3 separate regions of the Mus musculus genome follow, and regions 1 and 2 are each linked to region 3. The links are chromatin contacts, called in public HiChIP or PLAC-seq maps. All regions are on one chromosome and are shown on one strand. The core of a region is the stretch at or near the end of the contact, and the rest is flanking DNA. Distances in the headings are between cores, read along the strand shown. Region 1 overlaps Reck (reversion-inducing-cysteine-rich protein with kazal motifs). Region 2 holds the start of Clta (clathrin, light polypeptide (Lca)). Region 3 holds the start of Glipr2 (GLI pathogenesis-related 2).

Region 1 (3,860 bases), core at 999-3,498, 54 kb before region 3:
AAGTCTTACAAACTGGGCATTTAATATCTTTTTTCTTTGCCTTAAGGTGGCCATTCCTTTAAGTGTGTGGTTTCAGTGTTGTATTTACCCTGAAGGACAGATCTTACGTTATTTGAGTAGAGATTCAGAGACTGAGCGATTACATTCAGAAGAGCTTATTATCTTTAGTGAAAAACTGGCCCTGGCTCCTTTAAGGGGATTTCCTAGGAAGCTTATTTAAATAAGAGTACCTTGGTCTCTTCACATCAATGGAAGCCCTAACTAAGACACCTACTGACCTGACATACTTTTACTATTGTCCTGTGCTTGAAAGTATTATATAGGACCTCATCTTCTGGCATTAGGACACACTTACTACCTTGTTCTGTGTTATAGATATAAACAGTTTAAAATGCTAGCTTGATCTGCTGGAAAGAAGCAATGGAATACACAAGCCAAAAATTCAGCAGGGACTGAACACGCAGAAGGTGTAAGCTTTGAGGACATTGAATTTACTGAGCCAGGTTTCATAGCTATATAGACTCTCATACTTGGAGGTCAAGGAAGAGATTTTTGGTTCCAACAGAAGATGGAAAACCCAATTGTGATCTTTCCTCAAAGAGGCTGCACTTGAAATACGGGGGACAAAACTGTGACCGTCTCCTTTTGTAGAGGAACACGCTGCCTCTCAAACCTAACGTCCCTCTTGAAAACTGGTGTTACTAGTTAAGTCACTCACACGAAGTAGGTGCTTAGAAAATCCCAAGCTGAGACTGTATCTAAAATCATTTTAAAATGGTAGTCCTTTCTTAGATGCCGAAGACAAATAACACAGATTCTCTCTGGAAGAAGGGAATTTTATTCCAGACTTAAAGCTCCCACAGATAAAATTCTAAGGAAAGTAAGCAACTCACAGTTAAAAAAAAATCACAAACCTTACTAGAGAACAAGGCCATGAGACAAGAGCCAGCAGGAACAGTGGGGAACAGAATAAACCTCAGGTGCCTGCTATAGAGATTCACATGTAGGAACAGTAGTGAACAGCATAGGCCCAGGCGCCTGCGCTATAGAGACTCTCACATGCAGACCATAAGATATTTAATATGGGTAAGAAACAAGATCCTGAAAATACACAGAGCAAGTATAGTTGGAAAGAATTTCATAAAATAAAAATTTAATTGAAGAAATAAAAACATAGCGGAAGCTGGGGTAGTGTTTCTGTCCTGTGAGTCCAGATAGACTCAGGAGGATTATGTTCAGGTTCATACTCAAGTGAGTTCAAGTCAGCCCAGGCTGCAAGAGATTGTATCTACAGCCGGGCGGTGGTGGCACACGCCTTTAATCCCAGCACTCGGGAGGCAGAGGCAGGCGGATTTCTGAATTCGAGGCCAGCCTGGTCTACAGAGTGAGTTCCAGGACAGCCAGGACTACACAGAGAAACCCTGTCTCGAAAAAACAAAACAAAAAACAACCAAAGAGATTGTATCTACATATTATAGCATCATTGTCATCAACCTCATCACTTACATTAAAAAGAATTTTAAAAAAAACTTTCTTTCAAAAATGACCAATAGCTGATTTCTCAGAAGTAACAAAAGAAGGCAGAAGACATTATTTACATGGTTCTTAAAGAAAATAGCTGTTAATCTAGAATTTTGTATCCAAAAGGATTTCAGGAAATAATGCATCATTAAGATGGTTGGAGAGGAGAGTGGGATTAAGTGAGAGAGTAGGGGGCAAGTGAGAACAAAATATAATGATCCGTGTGTGTGCACGTGCATGTGTGACACTGTCGCGGTGAAACCTATTACTTTTATGTAAACTAAAAATGTGCTGGGACTGGGAGGCCGCTCTGTGACTAACCTGATTAAAACTCAGCAAACTGAGAAACTGTTTTCTGTGAGATATGAGACATAACCTATAGTGGTCTTTCAAACCATCTTTGTCAACAACTTATCTGTGAACCTTTTCTTTTGGATACCAGTTTGGTAATTTTTAGAATTTCAGATTATTGTTATTTTTTCCTTGACTGTCAGAGGAGACATTGATAAATTCTGTGAGGGATGTGAAGGTAGCAAAATGTCCAGAGACCTGGTGATGGTGATAAAATTATGAGTTTAAATTTTAGTTCAGGACATTAAGGTAGCACACAAATTTACAAATCCTAATGTGGCCTTCCCATTTGCTGCTCAAGCCACTGAAGTGAGCGCTTCAGCTGCCCGCAGACCTCCATGCTCCTGTCTGCCTCTTCCTCTCCTCACTGCTGCTCTGGGCTTTCCAGACAGGCCACACACAGAACGGTCGTTTCCTGTGTCTTACTTCCTTTCCTCAGTGTAGTTCTTTGACGGTTTTCTTTAAAGAAGGCGACAAACAGTAAAGAAAACCCAGGGTGAGATCTCATCTCTCAGATTGGCCTTTTTTTTAAGGTTTAAGAAGCTGAAGAGTAGGCTCGGTGGTTCAGACCACTTGCTGCTTTTACAAAGGACCTAGATTCAATTCCTAGCACCACATGGCTGCCCACGACCATCTGTAACTCTAACCCTACAGGACCCAACACCCTCTGTTGCCACTAAGTCGTGAGGCATGCATGCGATGGATGCTAATATAACTAGATTGTTCTGCTGATGACCACTGGGTCTGTGAGAATGCTAAGATAAAGGCAGCACAGAGGCCCTAGACCACAGAGCCTAAGGCGAGTTCCACCTTACAGCTGTCTGCACCACTGCCAGCACATGGCTACGTGTGACAAGTGCAGGTTTGTGTAAAACTGTATTTTTTTATTATTCATGTGGTTCACAGTTGAGAATAGCATGTAATCAAGTCTTTCCCATGTCATCTTCTACAGCCATCTATTTCCTGCGGTTCCCAGAAATGTTTTTTGTATAGAAAGGAAATGTGTATGTAGTCCTCACCCACTCTTACCACCTTTAGCGTGCACTTCACTCTGCCCTGGACGCCAGTGTTGAGTATGTGTTTGTTTATGCCTGCTGGGGTTGTGCCAGGTCCGCAGCGAGTATTCAGTAAATGTATGCTGAAAGATGTGTTTGCATCAAATTAACCGTGGTTCTAGAGTTACTTTGTGTTAGAAGCATAAAAGAAGGGAGGTGGGGAACAGTCTAAGGGACCAGAAAAAGCAGAACCAGCCATGTCACTGGCAGCTGGAGGTCCCCTAAGCTGTAGTGTAATGTCAGTCTGCTGCAGTGGTTCTGGTGGGACAGCTAACAGCATAGGCTTTGGACAGCTGTGCTGTCCTCACACAGCTTTTGGCTATTTTAATAAAAGTACACAGGTTGGAGATGTGGCTTAGAAGCCCTTGGCTCGATCCCTAGTGGGTACACACTTGCTCTTACACATACACAAAGTGTAAGAGTCTAAATATAAAGTATGTATCAGTTCACACTGAGGAAGTGCCAAGAGTTGTTGGAGTAAATAGCAGAGTGTGATGGGAAACTTAAGGAATGGTGACCCTCCACAGAGGTGTATATATCAGATCTGGCCGTTACCTGCAGCTGATGAGCTCCAAAAAGAGCGAAACCTGTTGGGTCCTGCAGTACTGGCTTACCATAGTAAGACTTGCTGGGGTGCACTGCTCTGTTGTTTAGCATTGTCCTAGGAGAAACTCCTGTTTGATGTCCTTGTTCCTGGTTCTTTTCTTTTCTCGTCCATACCTTAGCTGTGTAAGAGTATGCCTACGGTCTTGGTCGTATCAGACTAGCCGAGATCTTGTCTCGTCTTAAATGGCCTTTCTCTGGGTGGCTTATTTTCTCATGCTTTGTTGTTTGTTTTTGTCGTACCAGGAGTAGAGGCCAGGGTATCATGCTCTATCACGAAGCCACTTCCCTAGCCCAGACCCCATATCTTTAATTACTCCTATTTAATGA
Region 2 (4,177 bases), core at 141-2,640, 47 kb after region 3:
AAGAATGCAAAGTGATTTGTGTCATGTCTATCATCAAGGATCTCAACACAAGGCCAGATACCCTGAACTTGATAGAAGACAAAATGGGAAACTCTATTGAACTCACTGGCACAGGAAAAGACTTCCTGAGCAGGAACACCATTAACACAGGCGTTGAGATCAACAATTGATGAATGGAACCTTATGAAACGGAAAGCTTCTGTAAGGCAGAGGACACTGTCATTTGGACAAAGAATTAGGCACAGAATGAAAAAAGATCTTTACCAGTTACGCATCTGACAGAGGGCTAAAACCAAAATATGTAAAGAATTAAACCAATTTCTACCCCCAAACACAACAACCTCTTCCTGAAAATCAAGACAACAAATAACCCAATTAAAAACGGGGCACAGAATAAATACAGTCTCCAAAAGATGAAACATAAATAGCATCTTTAATTTCTTTAGAATTAAATATTCAACATTCTTAGTCATCTGGGAAATGCAAATCAAAACTACTTTGAGATTTCATCTCACACCAGTAAGAATAGCCAAGATCAATAAAGCAAATGACAGCTCACAGCGGTGAGGATATTGGGTAAGGGAAACTCTCACCTACTGATGGTGAGCGTTGGAATTTTTTTGTATACTGTGTGAAGGTGTGTTTCTGTCCTCTTTCACTTGCCTAAAGCAGTCTCTGATTGGCTTTAATAAAGATCTGAGAGCCAATAGCTGGGCAGGAAGTAGAAGGCAGGACTTCCTGGTAGAGAGAAAGGGACTGTGGGAAGACTCATGTGCGGGAGGATCTGTGTGTTGCAGAGTTGGAAGGATTACGTGCTGGGTCCGAGTGAGAGGTAATGGCCACGTGACAGATGTAGATAGAATAAACAGGCTAATTTAAGTTAGACAAGGTAGTTGGGAGGCACCCAACTATAATGCCTGTGGGTCGCAACCCTCTTGAGGTTGTTGAATGACCCTTTTACAGGAGTTGCCTAAGATCATCAGAAAATGCAAATATTTATATTACAATTCATAACAGGATCAAAATTACATCTACGAAGTGGCAATGAAAAGAACTTTACGGTTGGGTGTACCACAGCGTGAGGAACTGTATTAAAGAGTCGCAGAATTAGCAAAGTTGAGGACCACTAACCCACAGAGGCACTTGCTCAGCCGTGTTCATTGCTGTCCTACTCATGATAGCCGGTATCACTGGGTAGTTGGTGATTGTACATTGACATCCTGTGTGTTGGCAAAACAGGAAAGCCCACAAAGATACAGTGTCTGTGAGAGGCAGTTGTGTCTGGAAGAGATGCAGTTTGGGTGTGCCTCTACAGGCCTAGATAGATAAGAATGCTAAAGAATTGAAAGTTCCCGCCCATTTCAAGGCACATTGCTTGGAGGAGGTCTGTGGTCTTTGCTCTATGACCTGAAGCAAAGTCAGCTGGATGGCCTTGAGCTGTTCCACTGTACAGGTGAAATGGTTTGGCCCCCACTGACTTGGCTTGGAGTCACCACCACCACCATGTCCGTGACTCTGCTCAGCCTGGCCAGGGTGTAAGGAGGAGCTAGAGACTTCTTTTATAGCAATGGACCTTTGAGAGAGCTCTGCTCACTTGGACTTTTGGGCTCTCTCTCTTTTTGGCTTGGCTTCATAGAAGGAGATCCAGGTAAGGTAGGGATTTGTTCTTTGGGCTAGCAGGAACCTCAGAGAACCAGTGGGCAGGACATAGGAGAAACAGGATTCTAGGAAAGAACTAAGGAGCCCTCTTGGGTTTGGAGGAGCTCAAGAGAAAGGTAGATTAGCTCAGTACAATGACACAGCTAGAAAGATTTCTAAGGAGCTAGCAGTTTATTGTAGAATCAGGCTTGTAAATAGATCTTTTGTAGTTAAGAAAGTAAAGTTACCTTGCTGAGCTAGTGGGGTTTTACCACAGCTCCTGCCTCCAGTGTTTTTATGGGTATAAATATTAAGTAAATTTAAAAAGATAATTATTACAAGCCAGAAATTGGAAACACCCTTGATGCCTGTGTTAGTCGGGCTTTCTATTGCTGTGAAGAGACACCATGGCCAGGGCAATTCTTATTAAAAAAAAAATGTTTAATTGGGGCTGCCTTACAGTTCAGAGGTTTAGTCCATTATCATCATAGTGAGAAGCATGGCGGCACACAGGCAGGCATGGTGCTGGAGAGCTGGCTGAGTGTTCTACATCTGGATGCAAAGGCAGCAGGAAGAGACAATGAGCCACTAAGCCTGGCTTGAGCTTCTGAGACTTCAAAGCCTGCCCCCTCAGTTAATCACTTCCTCTGAAAATGCCACACTTACTCCAACAAGGCGTTACACCTCTTAATAGGCCCAGTCCCTAGGAGCCTATGGGGCCATTTATTTTCTCTTCCTTCCTTCCTTCCTTCCTTTTCTCCCTCCCTCCCTCTCTCTTTCTTTCTCTCTCTTTTTCTTTCTCTCTCTTGAGAGGTTTCCAATCTTTTTGTTTTTGGATTGGATATTTTCTTTATTTACATTTCAAATGTTTCCCCCTTTCCAGGTCTCCCCTTCAGACCTCCCCACCCCCTCTTCCCTGCCTCTATGAAGGTCCTCCGCCCTGGCATTTCCCTACACTTGGACATCGAACACCCTTGGGCCCAAGGGCCTCTCCTCCCACTGATGTCCAACAAGGCCATCTTCTGCCACATAGGTGGCCAGCACCATGGGTTGCTCCATGTGTATTCATTGGTTGGTGGTTCAGTCCCCGGGAGCTCCAGTGGGGTCTGGCCTGTTGACACTGTTGCTCCCTCCATGAGGCTGCAAAACCCCTCAGCTTCTTCAGTCCTTTCTCCAACTCCTCCATCCGGGACCCCGAGCTCAGTCCAATGGTTGGCTTTGAGTTTCTGCCTCTGTCTTTGTCAAGCACTAGCAGAACCTCTCAGGAGACAGCCATATCAGGCTTCCATCCGCAAGCACTTCCCAGCATCCACAATAAAGTCCGGGTTTGGTGGCTGTATATGAGATGGGTCCCCAGGTGGGGCAGTCTCTGGATGCCCTTTCTTTCAGTCTCTGCTCCACACTTTGTCTCCATATTTCCTCCTGTGAGTATTTTGTTCACCCTTCTAAAAAGCACTGAAGCATCCACATTTTGGTCTTCCTTCTTAGGCTTCATGTGGTCTGTGAATTGAATCTTGGATATTCCAAACTTTTGGGCTAATATCCACTTATCAGTGAGTGCATACCGTGTTTGTTCTTTTATGACTGAGTTACCTCACTCAGGATGATATTTTCTAGTTCCATCTATTTGCCTGAGAATTTCATGAAGTCATTTATTCATTTATTTATTTATTTATTTATTTATTTATTAATTATATGTAAGTACACTGTAGCTGTCTTCAGACACTCCAGAAGAGGGAGTCAGATCTCTTTATGGATGGTTTTGAGCCACCATGTGGTTGCTGGGATTTGAACTCAGGACCTTTGGAAGAGCGAGCAGTCAGTGTTCTTACCCGCTGAGCCATCTCACCAGCCCCATGAAGTCATTTTTAATAGCTGAGTAGTATTCCATTGTGTAAATGTAACACATTTTCTGTATCCATTAATCTGTTGAGGGACATCTGAGTTGACTCCGCCTTCTGGCTATTATAAATATGGTGGCAATGAACATAGTGGAGCATGCATCCTTATTACATGTTGGAACATCTTCTGGGTATATGCCCAGGAGTGTTATAGGTGGGTCTTCAGGTAGTACTACGTCTGTGGGGCCATTTTCAAACTACCACGATACCCATCAATACATGAATGGATCAGGAAAATGTGGTATATTTACACAATGGCATATTATTCAGTTGTTGAAATCATGAGATTTTTCAGGTGAATGGATAGAAGTAGAAAAAAATCATCCTGAGTGAGGAAATGGAAAATTCAAAAATCAAATATAGTATTGAGATGCTTTGAGTGAGCAAAACCCCGAGGGCTCCTCTGTTTGTATGTTTAGTTCCCAGCTGATGAATCGTTTGGGAAGGAGTAGGAGGTGTGGCCTCCTTGTAGAAAGTGTGTAACTGGGGATGGACTTTGAGGTTTCAGAAGCGTACACCAGGCCTAGTGCCTCTCTCCTTGTCTGTCTGCTGCCTGTGTGTGGATCAGGACGTGAAGCTCCCAGCTACTGCTCCAGTGCCACGCCAGTCTGCTTCTTGTCTATGGTAAATATGAACTA
Region 3 (3,863 bases), core at 1,176-3,675:
AGGTCATTGCTGCTGGAACGTCCTTCTCCTGCTTTTCAGAGAGAAGACGTTGAGCAAAAAAAGAAATAATCCCGGAGCCCACAGGTTAATCACACTAATAAAAACAACAACGAAGAAGCAGAGAGAACCACAGGCTCACTCTTCTTGCTAGCTCATAATCAGAGCTCCAGTACAAGAGCCAGAACTGACAGGCGTCACAAGACAATGGTAACTCTCATTTGCTTAGTGATGGTGGTGGGCAAAGCTTCCCTAAGCTGAGTATAGTCTGCTGAGCTACACCCCAAGGCTTGAAGTTCTTACATTTTTTTAAAAGATTTATTTATTTATTTATTTATTTATTTATTATATGTAACTACACTGTAACTGTCTGTCTTCAGACACATCAGAAGAGGGCATCCAATCCCATTACAGATGGTTGTGAGCTACCATGTGGTTGCTGGGATTTGAAATCAGGACCTCTGGGAGAACAGTCAGTGCTCTTAACCGCTGAGCCATCTCTCCGGCTCTCACTACAGCCCCGCTCACTAGGGTCCGGTTCAAAGTTCTTCAGTGAGACAAACCCAACAAAAATTGATGAAACTGATTAGGAGCTGTTGTCGGGAGAATAAGGAGTTCAGGCCATCCTCAGCTACATGGCTAGTTTGACGTGAGCCCAGGCTAGGTAACAAAACAGAAATTGGGTTAATCTCTCCTCTTGGTGTCTGATCTTTGTTATGGCTTGTCTCTGGTCTTTGCTGGCTAAGGCATTACCTTCCTCTCCAGCCTCCCAGTTGCCCTTAGTAGAAATCAGCTTTAACGGCACTTCAGTCGATTTGGCACACTACCTGCATGCAGCTGGCAAAACCGGTGGACAGAGCACACGGCACACCAACCATAAACTGTACTGCCCAGAGGCAGGAATTTAGCCTAGCCAGATCTCCAGCCTGCTCACTCACCTTCTGGTGACACTTCTGTACATGGTGTACGTATGCCTGATGCTTGTCCTCTGCACGCAGTAGGCGGTTCCTCTGTGCTCAGCTGTCTCCTTAGGGCCTTGCAGTTCTGGTTCCTCTGAAATAGCTTTCTAGAGATTCTAGGTGTGACAGGGACTTTTCCTGGGTCATTTGACTATTTCCATCGGAATTTGTCGGCAAAATGGAACAGAGAATTGAACAGAGTCAGAATCCCAACCCAGCACTAAAAGCTCGTTTAAGTCAGATGAGTACCAGTATCCACTCTACTCCTGCTTGGAAGTGCTAGGATGTGGGAAGTGTATTTGCTGGCCATGGAGAGAGGGAATGGCTGGGGGGTGGGCGTGGGCGGGCGTGCATTTAGCTCTGCGCTAACCTACTGGATACATCTGAGCTCCGTGCTGCAGGGTCTGGCCAGGTGTGGTGGTACAGACCTGACCTACAATGGGAGGTACACCGAGACTCCATCTGACAAACAATAACCTAAAAGTAAAATACATTTAAATTCATAGAAATAGGTACTGCTGGGGGTGTCTGTGGTCACAGCACTAGGGAGGTAGAAGCAGGAAGATCAGAACTTTAAAATCATTCTCGGCTATGTAGGGCACAAAGGTAAAGTCTCACTGTTTAGACCAGGCCAATCTTAACTCACAGAGATCTGCGTGCTTCTGTTTCCCAAGTGCTAAGAATAAAGGCATGAGCCACCATGTCTGGCCCAAATAAATGTATCTTTTAAATATATATGTATCCAGGGAGGGGGAGGCAAAGTGTCCTTGTAATCTGTGAATCATTAACTTTTTATGGTGAGAAAAATGTGTTTTGAATTAACCAGGGGGTCTCGGTTTAGATGACGCCAACATGTGGGGGTGCTGGATCCAAACTCAGGTGGGGAATTTGGGTTGGTCTCAAAGGCAGTGGGGTTCAAGAGGATAGGTCCAAGTCGGGCAGCGGCACCACCCTGGGGCGGTTGGAGTTGGAGGGCCGGAAAGTGTTCAGTTACAACCTGGGGATGCATAGCGGGACAGGGTCCTAAGAAGCTGCGATTGGAGCATGGTGTCACTGGGAAGGGGAAGCAGAACTTTGGGGATCTGGGAGGGGGTGGTGTTGCCAAAGACTGAGTCTGGGAGGTTACCGACCCCTGGTGGCGCCGGAGGGAACCGTACCTCACCAGGCCTTCTCCAGGCGTCGGTCGCGCGGGAACCGTGGGGAACTACAGGGAAGGCGTGGACGCCCCTAGGTCTTGCGCGCGCACTTGCTGCTCTAGGAGACAAGGCACGCTCAGAATCAGCATTCGTATCCACATCTGGACCGCCCTAGCCAGCGGCGGAATCCCACCCGGCCAAATGAATTCTAGGGGTGGCCCCCTGCGCCTCCGCCTGCAGCTGCCTTTGCCTTATAAGGCGGGGCCGGGCGGCGCCGGGGGAGTGGCTGTGGCCGCCCCTGCCCCTCCCGGCCCCGGCCAGCTGCTGGGACCCCGCTAGCCAGCGCAGCGCAACGCAGCCGCAGCGGAGCGGAGGAGCGCACACAGCAGGCCATGGGCAAATCAGGTGAGCCACCCATACGGCCCTCCGGGGAGCGGGGATGACGCCTAGACCCTCGCCGTCACCCTGCCCCATCTGGAGCATGATCCCCTGGGAGCCCCTGGAAAGTCCCTGTCACTCTCGCTGCAATGCGGGATCCCTGGGTGCGGGATGGAGAGCGCGCATAGCAAAGTTCCGAGGAGCGGCTGTTTCTGGTTCAACCAGGGGGTGGGGTGGGTGGCGCGGAGGTAGCGGTAAGAACACCGGCTAGGAGAGAAAGAATGAGGGGAATGAGATGGAGGGTCCCTTTGGCTGCGAGCCAGGGATTGCGTCAGCGAGGGTTTCTAAGCGCTGATGGGGATAGCTGAGCCTGCCTAGGCGTGGCTATGCTTTGTCCAGAGGAAGACAAAGTTACAGTGGGAAAAAGACACCAAACCGTGGCAGCATCCCAGGCTGCGAAGCAACTAGTCTGGTTCCACCCAACTAAAGGCAGCTCTGAGACTCCTTTTCGTCTCCTTCTCGCTCACCTCCTGAGGCCCCTCCGTGCCAGGCTGGGTGCTGTGCAGAGCTACTTCCCCTGTGATCTCTGCCCTGCTGCCGCCCACCCTCACTCCTGTGGCTGTAAAGTTTACGTTTCTGAAAAGCCGTTTTCCTGTCGCTCCTTGTTTTTGTCACCTTCCACCCCATTGTCGGCTCTCTGGCCACTGACAGCACCCCCTCTGCCACACAGCTGCGCTGGCTGGCAGGCAGGCACTCAGGTCCTTTCCCCTCCGTGTCCCGGTCCAGTCTTCACTACTCCCATCATCCAGCCTGAAACCCTTCCCATCCTTCTGTGTTCAACTCCTGTGATAGCAGGGGGTCCCATCCATAATCTCTCCCTCCTCCTTCAGAGGGACAGCCCACACCCTGTGTCATTTGTTGTCACTCCTGCATAGATAAGGGACAGGTGGGCAATAGATCTTCTTGCCTCAGTTTCCTCCCTCGTGGGCATCAAGGCTTCCTATTTATTAGAATATCATCCGTGCCTCATGGGAGGCTCTAAAGCAGAGGCTCTCGACTTTGCTGATGCTACAACCCTTTAATTCAGTCCCTCACCTTCTGGCGACCCGCCTTCCACCATAAAATTACATTGTTGCTACTTCATAACTGTAATTTTGATATTATGATTCGGAATATAAATACTATATGATGTGTGGCCCCCCGGGGGGGGCAGTCACCAACCCCAGGGGGTCGCAGCCCACAGGTTGACAACTACTCAGTGGAGTCAGTGGGCTGTCAGCCTCAGGTGAGGATGGCTGAGTCCCTTCATGGAGCTGTCTATCCTCCAGGACCTAGACTCAAGAGATACATGGGGTGTGTGGTCTTTTGTGACCTGGTCCTAACTTGCTTTTCT

Evidence for each region. HiChIP or PLAC-seq counts read pairs in DNA pulled down with a chosen protein or histone mark.
Region 1: an H3K27ac HiChIP or PLAC-seq map of the HPC-7 cell line shows a contact between it and region 3, with 10 times the contacts expected there. The contact joins the enhancer-like site here to the promoter of Glipr2 in region 3. A contact is called at or near these places in 2 of 15 datasets of contacts at CTCF or cohesin (CD8 T cells and the NIH/3T3 cell line), 16 of 484 Hi-C or Micro-C datasets (CD4 T cells, CD8 T cells, the HL-1 cell line and 11 more), 12 of 115 datasets of contacts at active chromatin or transcription factors (CD8 T cells, DN3 thymocytes, the HPC-7 cell line and 7 more) and 3 of 9 other capture datasets (adipose tissue, liver and pancreatic islet).
Region 2: an H3K4me3 HiChIP or PLAC-seq map of embryonic stem cells shows a contact between it and region 3, with 5 times the contacts expected there. The contact joins the promoter of Clta here to the promoter of Glipr2 in region 3. A contact is called at or near these places in 2 of 39 promoter capture datasets (cranial neural crest and hematopoietic stem and progenitor cells), 1 of 15 datasets of contacts at CTCF or cohesin (embryonic stem cells), 12 of 484 Hi-C or Micro-C datasets (B cells, CD4 T cells, CD8 T cells and 7 more), 13 of 115 datasets of contacts at active chromatin or transcription factors (the 230-238 cell line, CD8 T cells, the SCID.adh cell line and 6 more) and 3 of 9 other capture datasets (adipose tissue, liver and pancreatic islet).

The regions. Positions count from the first base shown.
Region 1 is chr4:43,901,608-43,905,467 of GRCm38.p6, forward strand. All of the region lies in intron 6 of Reck (reversion-inducing-cysteine-rich protein with kazal motifs), which reads left to right. Among named protein-coding and RNA genes, the nearest start is that of Reck, 28 kb to the left of the region's middle. Within about 2 kb of position 2,249, at least 51 of the 459 cell types and tissues checked have an H3K27ac peak or open chromatin away from gene starts, as enhancers often do. A contact at or near this core is called in CD8 T cells, the HPC-7 cell line, Th1 cells and 5 more, where this site is marked.
Region 2 is chr4:44,003,053-44,007,229 of GRCm38.p6, forward strand. Clta (clathrin, light polypeptide (Lca)) reads left to right here and starts at 1,391. Exons shown (of 6, transcript NM_001080384.3): 1 at 1,391-1,648.
Region 3 is chr4:43,955,277-43,959,139 of GRCm38.p6, forward strand. Glipr2 (GLI pathogenesis-related 2) reads left to right here and starts at 2,426. Exons shown (of 5, transcript NM_027450.3): 1 at 2,426-2,497. The coding sequence starts at 2,485. Gm30377 (a long non-coding RNA gene) reads right to left here. Exons shown (of 4, transcript XR_881223.2): 2 at 2,114-2,210; 3 at 936-1,107; 4 at 442-657.